Regions from separate parts of the Rattus norvegicus genome. Here region 2 is linked to region 1. A link is a contact called in public Hi-C data. All regions are on one chromosome and are shown on one strand. The core of a region is the stretch at or near the end of the contact, and the rest is flanking DNA. Distances in the headings are between cores, read along the strand shown. Region 1 has its middle 15 kb from the start of Fbxl2. Region 2 overlaps LOC134480241 (a long non-coding RNA gene).

The links. A called contact is a pair of places that touch in the nucleus more often than the background predicts.
Region 2: a Hi-C map of the Rat2 cell line shows a contact between it and region 1, with 4 times the contacts expected there. The contact joins two enhancer-like sites. A contact is called at or near these places in 4 of 12 Hi-C or Micro-C datasets (the Rat2 cell line, Schwann cells, kidney and 1 more) and 1 of 1 datasets of contacts at active chromatin or transcription factors (oligodendrocytes).

The regions. Positions count from the first base shown.
Region 1 is chr8:122,855,194-122,861,386 of GRCr8, reverse strand. No RefSeq gene overlaps it. Among named protein-coding and RNA genes, the nearest start is that of Fbxl2, 15 kb to the right of the region's middle. Within about 2 kb of position 2,211, at least 3 of the 93 cell types and tissues checked have an H3K27ac peak or open chromatin away from gene starts, as enhancers often do.
Region 2 is chr8:122,917,734-122,923,933 of GRCr8, reverse strand. LOC134480241 (a long non-coding RNA gene) reads left to right here. Exons shown (of 3, transcript XR_010054498.1): 3 at 15-1,932. Among named protein-coding and RNA genes, the nearest start is that of Crtap, 25 kb to the left of the region's middle. Within about 2 kb of position 4,318, at least 14 of the 93 cell types and tissues checked have an H3K27ac peak or open chromatin away from gene starts, as enhancers often do.

The DNA of each region.
Region 1 (6,193 bases), core at 962-3,461:
AGCTATAAAGAATTCTATGACTCACACATGAGGAAAATGTGGTATTATTTTAAACCTCGCTTACTGAGTTTAATGTGACAGTTTCCAGTTTCATCCATTTTTCGACATTTGATTCTTTTAATAAAAATATTTTTATTTGTGTGTACCACATGCATGCAGTTGCTTAAGGAAGCCACAAGAGGGCAGCAGGTCCTCCGGAGCCAGAGTCACAGGTGGTTCTGAGCTGCTGGAATTGAGCAGTGGGGACCAAACTCAGTTTCTCTAGAAGAGCATCACGTGGCTCTTACGTGCTGTGCTCTCTCTGCAGCCCCGCCATTCATTCTTTGTAGATGACTAGCATTCCATTGTGCAGATTGGTGGTGGGATCCATTGTTCACGTGACAGGATCTAGATTGACCTAGAAAACAAATCTCTGGATGTGTCCTTGAGAGAACTGCTACGTTAAGTTAATTGAGAAGACCCATCCTTAAGGTGGGTAGTGCCGTTCATGGCTGAGGTCTGGGACCGAAAGGTGGGCGACCAAGAAGAACTGAGCACCATGTAAAAGCCAGGGGTGGTGATGTCATCTTTAATCCCATTCCTGGGGACAGAGCCAGGAAGATCTCCAGAGTTCACTGGGCAGCCAGCTGCCCTGACTGAACCAGTGCACTGGAGGGTCAGTGGGAAACCCTGGAGGGAGACACCAGCATCCACTTCCGGCATTCGCATGTGTCCACGTGTCTACATAGGACAGATATACATGCAAACACCACACACACACATACATACACACATACACACACATGCACACACTACACATACATACACATGCACACACATACTACACATACACACACATACTACACATATACACACACATACTCATACATATCCCACATACACACATGCACACACACATACTACACATACACACACATGCACACACACATACTACACATACACACACATACTACACATATACACATACACACATGCACACACATACTACACACACATACTCATACATATCACGAAAGCACACACATACACACATACCATACATACACACACATATACACACAAACCACACATACACACACACCACACACCCACATAAACACACATATACACACATACACATACATATCACACATACAAGCACACAAACACACACACATACACACACATACCATACATACACACACATATACACACATACACACATATACACACACATACACTCACAAACACACACATATCACACATACACACACACAAACCCACACACATACCACACATACCACACATACACACACACATACCACACACACACACACACACACACACACACACACACACACACATATGAAACCCAGCTGATGTGCCCATTTCCAGCAGAATGAACCCAAATCAACCTTTCTCTCTTCAGCTGCTTTTGTTGAGTACTTGGCCGTAACAATGAGAAAAGCGGCTAATACACTGCGTGTGCCACGCCCTCTTCATTCATAAATCCTTCATCTGTTCAACTCCTAAGCCAATCATTTACCTTGGTCACAGCGCTGTGGTAAACGTGAATACTCAGGTGTCTCTGCAGTAAGCTGTCTTAGGCTCTATCCAGTGGACACTCAGGAGTGGCATAGCTGGGTAGCTCTGGCTTCAGAATTTTCAAATGTTTATTTATCTATTCGTTACTTAGTGTGTGTGTGTGTGTGTGTGTGTGTGTGTGTGTGTGTGTGTGTGGTGTGTGTGTGTGTGGTGTGTGTGTGTGGTGTGTGTGTGTGTGGTGTGTGTGTGTGTGTGGTGTGTGTGTGTGGTGTGTGTGTGTGTGGTGTGTGTTTGTATGATGTGTGTGTGGTGTGTGTGTGTGTGGTGTGTGTGTGTGGTGTGTGTGTGTGTGGTGTGTGTTTGTATGATGTGTGTGTGGTGTGTGTGTGTGTGTGTGTGGTGTGTGCGTGCGTGCATGTGTGCACACGTGCATATACACCTATCTATGAGTCCAGTGTCTCTCTCAGTTGCTGTCCACCTTATATTTTGAGACAGGGTTTCTCATTGAACCACAGTCCATCATTTAGCTAGACCGGCGGGCCAGCCAACTCCAGGGATCCTCCTGTTTCTACCTCCCCAGAACTGGAATTGCTTGCATGTCGCCGCTGTGGCTGGCTTTTCACAAGGGTGACTGGAATTTGAACTCAGGTCCTTCTGACTGCCCAGCACTTTACCAACTGTACTGTCTCCCCAGTCCCTCAGGGTCTGCTCTATAGGACACAGCCCATTGCCATGTGTTTTTGCCTTCTGTGGCTACTGCAGGCCTAGGCACATCTTGTGTGTTTTCGCTAAGTGAAGGAAGGCTTCGTGTGCCTGCAGAGCTGGGCTATAGCAGCCAATATAGAATTTCAGACCCGTTTGATGTGCAGCAGCCTTACAAATCATCTTGCTACCAGCTACCGAAAGCACTAAAAAAACCCAGAGCACAATGTGGCATTTACTTGTGAGCTGCCTTGGAGGCCCCCGAGGCTGTGGGCTAGGTCCTGGGTAAACACAGGCGGGCACTGAAGAGCCATTGTGGACACTGGGCTTCTTTCAAGTTGCTCTGGGGTCTGAAGCCGATTTGCAGCTGGACCCCAGTCATTGCCAAGACTGCTCCCTGCCTCCCAACCCTCAATTTACCTCCCCTGCCTCTTTTAAAAATTAACTAAAAGAAACCATCCAGGGAGAAGCTGTTGGCCTGCAGGCTGCCGGTGGCAGGAGACTTTTGTATAAGCACAGGGTTAGAGCCTAATCCTCAGAGCAGGGATGAGTCCTCAGACAGGGGTGCTGAACACTGGACCCCAAAGGAAGCCCCATCTGGACTTGGAAGGCAGGCAGGTCAGGGCTGCCAAAGAGAAGGCCTGGCGCACTCAGGAGTCTTACTTCTGGGTGGGTTTTGTCCCTGGCTGTTTCTGTGCTGGTATTTCAGGGATCCCGGGAAGTTCCCAGTCTCTCAGGAAGCCCCTGCAGGCTCCAGATGGTATCCTGTCGTCTTCTTCCTTTCTTGTTGAAATGCAGATGGTCCTGAGAGGGACAGCTCTGGTATTTAAAGCCTGTGGTTAATTCTGGCTTTCCTGATTTAATTTGCAACTTTCTTGGGGCCTCCTTTCACATTTCTGGACCGTGGTCACTTTCCTTTAACACACATCATAATGTCGCCTAGGTAGAGGTTGTGTTTATTTAAAAACAAGATCTTGCAGGCTGAAGAGGTGGCTCAGTGGTTAAAAGTGTGTATGACTTTTGCAGGGGTCCAGAACTCAGGTTTCACCTTTTAACTCCAGATCCAAATCCAGGGGATCTGATGCCGCTGGCTCCAGTGGGCACCTACACTCACGGGCACTCCCATTCTTCACATAAATAATGATGATGATGATGATGATGATGATGATGATGATGATGATGATGATGATGATGATGATGGTGATCATCATCATCACCAAAAGGGGACTTTAGAGATCACAAATTAACCAGTGAAACATAGCCTTGCTTTGAGAAACAATTAAGCTGACCTTCTCACTGACCCCTCTGTAGGGGCCAGCAACAGCGACAGCCCTCTTAGGGGCTATCTATCCAAGACTGACCCCAGATAGCCCAAGGATTACTGGTCCTCTTGTGCCCACTGGTATACATGTGTTTGTCCGTCTTCATGCCCAAATCTTTGTTTCTAGGAACGGTTGTCTTCGTACCAGACACAGCAAACCCTCCCAAGGCTCTGCAGAGTTAAAACCGTGCATCTGAGATCTGTGCTGACACGGGCTTTGTAGTGAATCTTAGCAAAGGTATTCTCCCTGCCTTTATCTTTTCCCTTCCTTTGGTCCTCCACCTCCCCCTTCCAGTCCCCCACTCCCACCCTCCTTGGCTGAGCAAGTACTGAGCTTGAACCCAGGACACATGTCAGATGAACAAAGCCACCCTGGACTCCACCCCCAGCACAGGCACACGGTCCTTCCCATCTCCTTGAGAAGAGGTGCTTGAGGGGTTCAACGTTGGCCAGGAGAGAATGCACGTCACCAACTTATCGAGGGTTAAACATTCCTTTGTGTGATTTCTGGTTCTGGTTCTGCTGCACAAAGCCCAGTGAAGGCAGAGGTTGATGTGTTTATAGAAAGAGAAAGAGAGGGGGGACATGCTCTGTGTAGATGTGGTGAAGTATGGGCAAGGGGGTGCCTCCGAGGGTCCATGCTGAGGCATCCCTTCCCCCTGAGGGACCAGCCAGAATAGAGTTTATTCAGGACATGGGGCGGGGAGATGAGAGGGTAGTAGAGACAAAGGGAGGGAGAGAGAGAGAGAGAGAGAGAGAGAGAGAGAGAGAGAGAGAGAGAGGAGAAGAAAAAGGAGAGGAGGGGAGGGGAAGGAAGGAAGGGGAGGAGAGGGGAGGAGAGGAGAGGAAAGGAGAGGAGAGGAGAGGGGAGAATGAGGAGAGGAGAGGGGAGGATGAGGAGAGGAGAGGGGAGGATGAGGAGAGGCTGACAGTGAGCATGTAGAGAGAGGGGAGGGGAATGGGGAGAGAAGGGACAAGGGGAGGTGGGGGGGAAGAGGGCAAGAGGGCAAGAGAGCAAGAAAGCAAGAGAGGGAGGAGGGAGCAAGCAGTCCCTTTTACAGTGTCAGGTTAAGTGTTAGCTGTTGCCAGGTAGCTATGGGTGGAGCCTAGACAGAATGCTAACGAAGGTGACTTCTAAGGAGCCGCTCCTTATCCTGTTGGTGGCCACAGGTCTCCTCCCTCCCGTCCATCTCTTTCCTGAATTTAGAGTGCCTCCTACAGTTTGAATCTGAAATATCCCCTCCCTTCTACATACAGACTCACAATTCGAATGCTTGTCCCCATAGACTGTTTCGGGAAGCTCTGGGCCTTTGGGAGGTAGGGAGTAGCTGGGAGAATCTGTTTAGGGACAGGCTTCTACAAGTCACACCTGCCCCTGGTTTCTCCTTGGGCTCTGCTTCCTGGTTTGCTATGGGGCGAATGCCTTTACCTTACACCCCCATTCTGCTACGCAGTGGGCTAGCCTGCCCTCCCTGCCTAGGTAGATGGAAATTTCTAGAGCAGAGAGCCAAAGCAAGCCTTTCTCTCATTCCTTTGCCACAGTGACTCAGTGGTAACTACCACCTCACACTGTTAAATTTGCCAGAGCAGCAGAGAAGCCTTAACCCGAAGCAAGTTGTGCATTTTGACCATTAGCTGTCGCATGTCAGCGTGTTTGCAATGAAAAATAGCAAGGCAGAAAAGTCAAGGCCAGCCTGGGTTACACAGAGAATCCCCCTTCAAAATCCAAGGAATGTCAGTGTAGCTCAGCGGAGGGGCCTTGCTTAGCGTGTGAAGGTTTTACATCCGATCCCCGACACTGCAAAAAAAAAAAAGGGGGGGGGGAAACGATTACCTAAACTGAGGGAAAAAGAAACAAACAAAAAAGCCAAAATAGTACAAAGGAAACCCACAGGGTGAACTGAAGGTTAGAGGGGCTAGAGGAATTAATTACGGCGTTAAATAGTTCAAAGGAGGGCTAGAGAGATGGCTCAGTCGGTAAGGGCACTGGGTGTGCCTGCAGAGGACCTGAATTTGGTTTCCAGCACTCACATCAGATAACTGACAACCCCCGGAAACTCCACCTCCAGGGGATCTGTCGCCCTCTTCTGGCCTATGTGGGTTCCTGCATACAGAAACAAATCTTAAATAGCTCGGAGGAAGAGGGCAAACTGAAAGTGAACGCGGGTCACGCCTGTTCAACATTGGTTCCTATTTTTCTGGTTCCTTGACACAGGGTCATGATGTGTATGTAGCCCTGGCTGCCTTGCATTGACTATGTCACCAAGACTGGTCTCAAACTCGTGACAAATACCAGCCTTTCTTACTAGGATTAAAGCTGTATTCCACCACTTGGCAGCTTTGACTGATTTTGTTGTTTGTTTTAAAACAGGGTCTGGATGTGCAAGCCATGTCTGCTTGAAATTGCTGTGTAGTCAAGGCTTGCCTTGAACTCAGGATGTAGCCCAGGCTGACCCAGAATTTTGTGGCAATCTCTCGGTCTCAGCTCTCAAATGCTGAGAATTTAAGTATGTGCTACCCTGTCTGGATCAACTTGTGTACTTTAAACACGTGTGAATTCATTTGGAACCTCAGTTTATTGTTTAATTTTGTATATGCAACGAAATATAATATATTTTTTTGGTTCCTTTTTTCGGAGCTGGGGAC
Region 2 (6,200 bases), core at 3,069-5,568, 60 kb before region 1:
CTCTGCTTCCTGAGGTAACTGAATGTGACCAAGGGCTACGTCCTGCTTCAGCCACCCCAGCTTCTTTCCAGTGGGATGTCTGCCTGAACCAAACCCTGAAATAAACTCTTCTTCCCCTAAACTGCTTCTTGTCAGCATTTGGTCACAGGGAACAGGGAAGTGACTAATGGCAACAGTGGGCAGGGAAGGGATCTGGGGCAGAGCTGGTGGCCTGAGGTTGGTCTGAGAGGCCCAGGCTACAAACAGTGGAATCATCAGAGGGCGGAGCCTGAGGCAGGGGTACCAGTATACATGTTTTTTTTTTTTTCCCATACAGGGATGTGTGTGGGCACATGTACACCACGGCAAGCATGTGAAGGGTCAAAGGACAGCCTTGGGTGTAGGGCTCAATGGCTACCTTGTTCACTGTTATGTACTCCAGGCTAGCTGGCCCAGGATTCTTCTACCTTTGCCTTCTTTCTCACTGAGGGAGTGCTGGGGTTATAGCGTGACTGTGGGTTTGAACTCAGGTCCTCATCATTGTGAGACAAATATGTGACCCTCTGACCATCTCCCTAGCCCCACAGATGGTTTCTTATGGGGTGCTCTCAAGGACCCCTGTGACTGCCTCTTTCAAGCACTCGTTGACAACTTTTAACAGCTAGTGACTTCTACAGAGGACAGTTCTCCTGAGGAGAAGTCGCGGGTCTGCCATAGCCAGCATGCCCAGGGTTCTGAGGTTGTGTGAGGGACTGGGAAATCCACTATTGAGTCCCTAGCATGTCAGGAACATGTGAAGCCATCAGGTGATGTAGAGATGTGCATGATGAAAGGCTGCCATGGGGAGCTGAGGGCAGAACCCAGGGCTCTCTAGGACATGGGGAAAAGCTTGAGGAGCTAGCCTTGGGCCACAGAGGGCCAGGAGGATGGGGGTCCAGAAACCTGAGACATCTTTAACTTGTGACTACTTGTTCAGTTGGGACCCTGTGTAGGAAGAAGCAGGCACAACATTTGGGAGATGATGTCCCATTATGGACTGAACACAATAAATCTTCGTATTATGGGGATTCATTGAGGAAACCCACACATGCAGGGGTAATGGTAGCTCAGGTGGTAAAACACTTGCCTTGCTGGGAGCTTGAGTTCCAGCCCCCAGAACCCATCTTGAAACACCAACAGCTGGCAAGATAGCTCAGTGGGTAGAGGTGGCGGACACTAAGCCTGACAACCTGGGTTCAGTTCCCCAGACACTCGTGGTTCCAACGGACTGTTGCAGGTCACCCTCTGACCCTCAGCTGCCTCTCCCCTCCCTCAGAAAAAACCTGAGCAATGGCTGCCGGCTGGAAACGAGCTGGAAGACCAGTCTAGCTTACTTGATGACTGTCAGGCCAGTGAGAGACCCTGTCTCAAAAAATAGGACCTGAGGAATGACACTTGATGCTGTTCTTTGATAGATACACACTCAAGACGCGCACGCGCGCGCGGAGGTTGGAAGTGGAAGGCTGTCTTTTTTTTTTTTTTTTAAGATTTATTTACTTTTATGTGTATGAGTGTTTTGCCTCCATGTCTGTCTGTCTGTGTGCAATGTGCATATCTAGTACCTGAGGAAGACAGAAGATGCCCCGGAACTTGAATTACCACATGGGTGCTGGGACTAGAACTTGGAAAAGCAGCCAGTGCTCTTGACTGCTGAGCCATTTTTCTTTCCAGTCCTGAAGAATTGCCTTGATTATTTTAATTGATGTGGTTGGGTCCAATCCACTATGGGTGGAGCCATTTCCTGGACTGGTGGTCCTGAGCTGTATAAAAGCTAATTGAGCCTGAGCCTGTGAGCCCGAAAAGCAGCACTCCTCGGTGATTCCTGTCTTGGGAAGGTGGGTGGGTGGGGGTTTGCTTGAGTTCTCGCCCTGACTTGCATCAATAGACTGTAAACTGTAAGTTGAAATAACCTTTTCCTCCTGTTAAATTTCTCTCAATCTAAGTGTTTTATCACAGCAACAGAAGCAAACTAGAGCAGCCTCGAAGCGTAAATTCCCCTTCCTTGCCTTGCCCCACCCACTGTTCTACCAGAGAAACTTCATTGGGAGAACTGGGGATGAGTCACGCGGCAGGTAGGAGGCAGGGCTGGGGTGTGGCCGGGCTCGGTCTAGAAGCTGCCCAAGAATTCCAGAGAACCTGGTGGTGTTGAATTTGCCTTAAGGCTGTAGTGACATCTACAGGTGCTTACTCCTCTCTGTAGCCCTTAAAGTGGCCACTTGGTCCTTGTCCTTGGAGTTAGGGTGCAAATAGCAGGGTTACGGTTTGAGTTGGGGCCTTTAAAAGTTGATTTCCCGGTTCAGCAGTGTGTTCTCTGGTGACAGTATTTTCGAGGGTGACAATGCTGTGGTTTGAAGTGCTACAGTCTGTTGGTTTAGTTGGGGCAGGACACTGTTCTGTAGCTCTGGCTGGCCTGGGAAGTTGCTCTGTAGTCTTCTTGCCTTAGCATTCTGAATGCTGGGATGATGGGCGTGCACAACCAGATCCACTGAAATTATTTTATTTCAATGGAAACCAGGTCTTCTCTCTAAGATAAATAAATAAATAAATAAATAAATAAATAAATAAATAAATAAATAAATAAATAAATGTGAACTTGTTCCTTCGTATCTGCCATGCAATCACTCGGTGGCTTCAGCCAATGCCTTCCCACCTCTGATTCTTGGAAGAACCTTGAAGGTCTTTGGATTCCATAAGGTCGCCATCAGAATGGTGTATACTTTTGGGAAATAAAATTTGTTTTCTTGTTTTTTTTTTCTTTTTTTCAGAGCTGGGGATCGAACCCAGGGCCTTGCGCTTGCTAGGCAAGCGCTCTACCACTGAGCTAAATCCCCAACCCCAAATTTGTTTTCTTGTAAAGCATGCAGTGTAAGTTTATGAGGATTTCCATGTCTGCATTGAGATAGTTTATTTATTCTCTGTCCCGAGCATGGAGCAGTGGCTGTCTGTGAGTGACCCCATCACAGTGGGGCATCTGCTCAACTCTAGGAACTTCCAGAAGTCTGAGTGTCATACCCTAAGGGCTGTCACTTAGACTCAATATATAATCTGGTTTTGTGTTTTGAGATCTGGAGCCTTGCTTTATAGCCCAGGCTAGTCTTGAACTGAAGGTCGTCCTCCTGTTTCAGTCTCCTAAGTGCTGGGATGATGGGTGTGAACCCCATACCAGCCTTAGGCTTGACTTCCAGAGAGAAGTGCCAAGGAAAAGTTAGTGTACACACATGCGTGTAAGGTTGACCAACAGCCTACCAGATTCAAGATTACTTCTTGTTCTTTTGAGGCAGGTTCTCACTGGGTAGCCTGCCTAGTTTAGAACTTGCTACAAAGTCCAGGCTGGCCCCAAAGTCACGCAGATCCACATGCCTCTGCCTGCTGAGTACAGGGATTAAAAGGGTGAGCCAACACACAGATTCTTTTTCCTTCTCCTTCTCCTTTTCTTTCAAGCTGAAGATGACCTTGAACTCCTGATCCTCCTGCTTTTAATCTCTCCAGTGCTGGGATGACAAGGTGTGAGCCAACATCCTTCAAGTAAAAGGAATGTTGGAATGCATGGCAGGCAAGGTGTGTGTGTGTGTGTGTCTTGAGGTCTTGAGGATTGGACCTAGGGCCTTGTGCATGCTAGGTAAACACTCACTAGTGAGCTGTGTCCCCAAGCCAGAGCACTAGTTTGAGCACCTGAGTGTGTTTCTGAGTTCAAGGCATTCTGATGGTCACTAACTGGCCCCCACTCACCTCTGGGATCCAGGAGAGCTGCTGGGAATGTTACCCACAAAGGCTGCCCTAGGAAGGAAGCGTGTGCTCTTAGGAGCCCTTATTAGGGGAATGTTAAGCACAAAAATTTTATTGAACCCAGCCCAGTGGCAAACAGAAAAAGATCTGTTAGATTGTCAGTGGGCAGGGGTTTATTATAGCCACTGGGGGAATGACCAGTGGCCTGGTTTCTGCCAACTTTTATGGAAATAACTTTTTTTTTTTTAAGTTTTAAATGTGCACTGCAAACCAAAGCTGCTTCTTTTTTTTTTTTTTTTAAATCAATACTTAAACTGTGGGGAGAAGATGGATTAGCGCCAGAGCAAACATTCTCACTTAATAGTGTTTGAACATAGGATGGCAGTGCAGTTGGTAGCGAGGCTGTGAGGAGAAACCACAACTAACCGTTCATCGCAGCTGTCTGAACTCTTGATCGTCTGCCATCCCCCAAACAGCGACTTCTTTTTTCTGGTGACTCCAGACTTGAATGACCTAGTGTGGGGAGTAGAAACTATGTGCACGGGGGCGGGATGGGGAGAACCTTAAGTGAGCCCCAGTCAAAAGGTTTATGTATTGCTCTTCCTGTCTGCAGCCAGGGGCAGCACCAGTCCCCGTCTGCCTTAGTCTCGTGTTCCCGAAAGAACAGGCACCAGGGTAGCCCAGGTTTGTATAGACTGACCTACTCCAATCCACTCGGGTTTGCATGGGCTAACCCACTCAAACCCAGCGAGACAGCAGTGCTGTGCAAGTGCTGTGTGTGTGTGTGTGTGTGTGGTGTCTGTGTGTGATTGTGTAATTGTGTGTGTGCCTGTGTGTGTGATTGTGTGGTGTGTGTGTGGTTGTGTGTGTGTGCTTGTGTGTGGGTGTGATTGTGTGATTATGTGTGGTCTGTGTGTGTCTGTGTTCGTGATTGTGTGATTGTGGGTGTGATTGTAATTGTGTGTGTGTGATTGATTGTGTGATTGTGTATGTGATTGTGTGTGATTATGTGTGGTGTGTGTGTGATTGTGTGATTGTGTGTGTGTGTGGTGTGTGTGTCTGTGTGATTGTGTGTGTCTGTGTGATTGTGTGTGTGTGTGTGTGTGTGTGTGTGTGCTTTTGAAAAATCTCTCTTGGTAACATACCAACAGCTCTCCTAGTACCTCAGAGCATCCGCCACAGATTCCTGGCTTGGGATACTTGTGGCTTTGCTTTAGTTCCTTCTTGGGAGCGGGCACACAAGATATCAGTGCCTCAGTTTACAAAGGGAAGGTAGCCATAAGCTGTTGTGGTTCGTGCCTGTAAACAGGAGCCTGAGCAAGTAGGATCACGAGTTCAAGGCCAACACGGGGTTCTAGGCCAGCCTGGGCTAACTAGCAGGCTTGTGTCTTGGAAGCAAAAAGAAGAAAGGGAGGGCGGAGGAAGCAGCTTGTTGACACAGCGGTTGCCCTGCAGACACCGGGACCTGAGTCCGATGCCAGCAGCGTGTAAGAAGCAAACAGATGAAGTGGTGCACGATGCTTATACTCCCAGCACTGGGGAGGAGGGAACAGGCACTGGCCAGCTGGCCTCCCTAGGTCCCAGAGAAGGATGCTGTCTCAAAAACCACAGCTCCTGAGGGATGACACTTACGGTTGACCTCTACCTGCACAAGTATGGACACACAAAGGAAAGAAATTTGTAAATATGGCCGGGAGATGAGAAATTGAGTTTTGTTTCCCACAGTGATGGCGAGCTGCAGCCTCGAATGTTATTTCTGGCCGTGTCTACCCCTAGAGTTAGAGTGGTATGTTCATTCTCTGTCTTGGAGGAAATTAGAACTTGGAAAATAGTTGGGAAAAGAACCCCCCCTTTTTTTTTAAGTTAGTTTAAGTGTTTTATTTTGGTTATTTCCCACTGTTTCTCCTCCATCCACTGGGCTCAGGGATCGTAGCCATACCCAGTCATTCCAGGACGCTACTGCAGTGGACTCTGTTCTCTCAAGTCCTGAGGTTTCCGACATGCACTTTCTAAGGCAGAGTCCTCACAGCGAGACCCCTGGGTCATCCAAAGCTGGGTGGGGCTTCTAGACTTCTGGGCTGGCTAGGATTGGGGGAAAACCTAGGAAGACTTTCAGAGGAGACCTGGGATCCTAGGAGGAAAAACATTTGCAGTGTATTCCACAGAAGGACCTGAGCATTTTTGGATGTGAGTTCCGATGGCAGCTGCTGCGTGCGTGTCACTAAAAGGCAGGGGAGGTGACAGGAATGAAAAGGAGTGGAGCAGAAAGAACAAGGAGCTAGACAGTTTTGAAACAAGAGACCCTTGGCAAGGTGGTATGTGGCTGAATTGCCAGCACGCTGGGAGGCCAAAGCAGGAGGGCTGCAGTTTGAGCTAGCCTTGGGCTAAGTGGCAAGCCAAACCGGCCAAAGCGGGGAAAACCCAACTAAAACAAGACAAAAACAATTGTAAGGAAG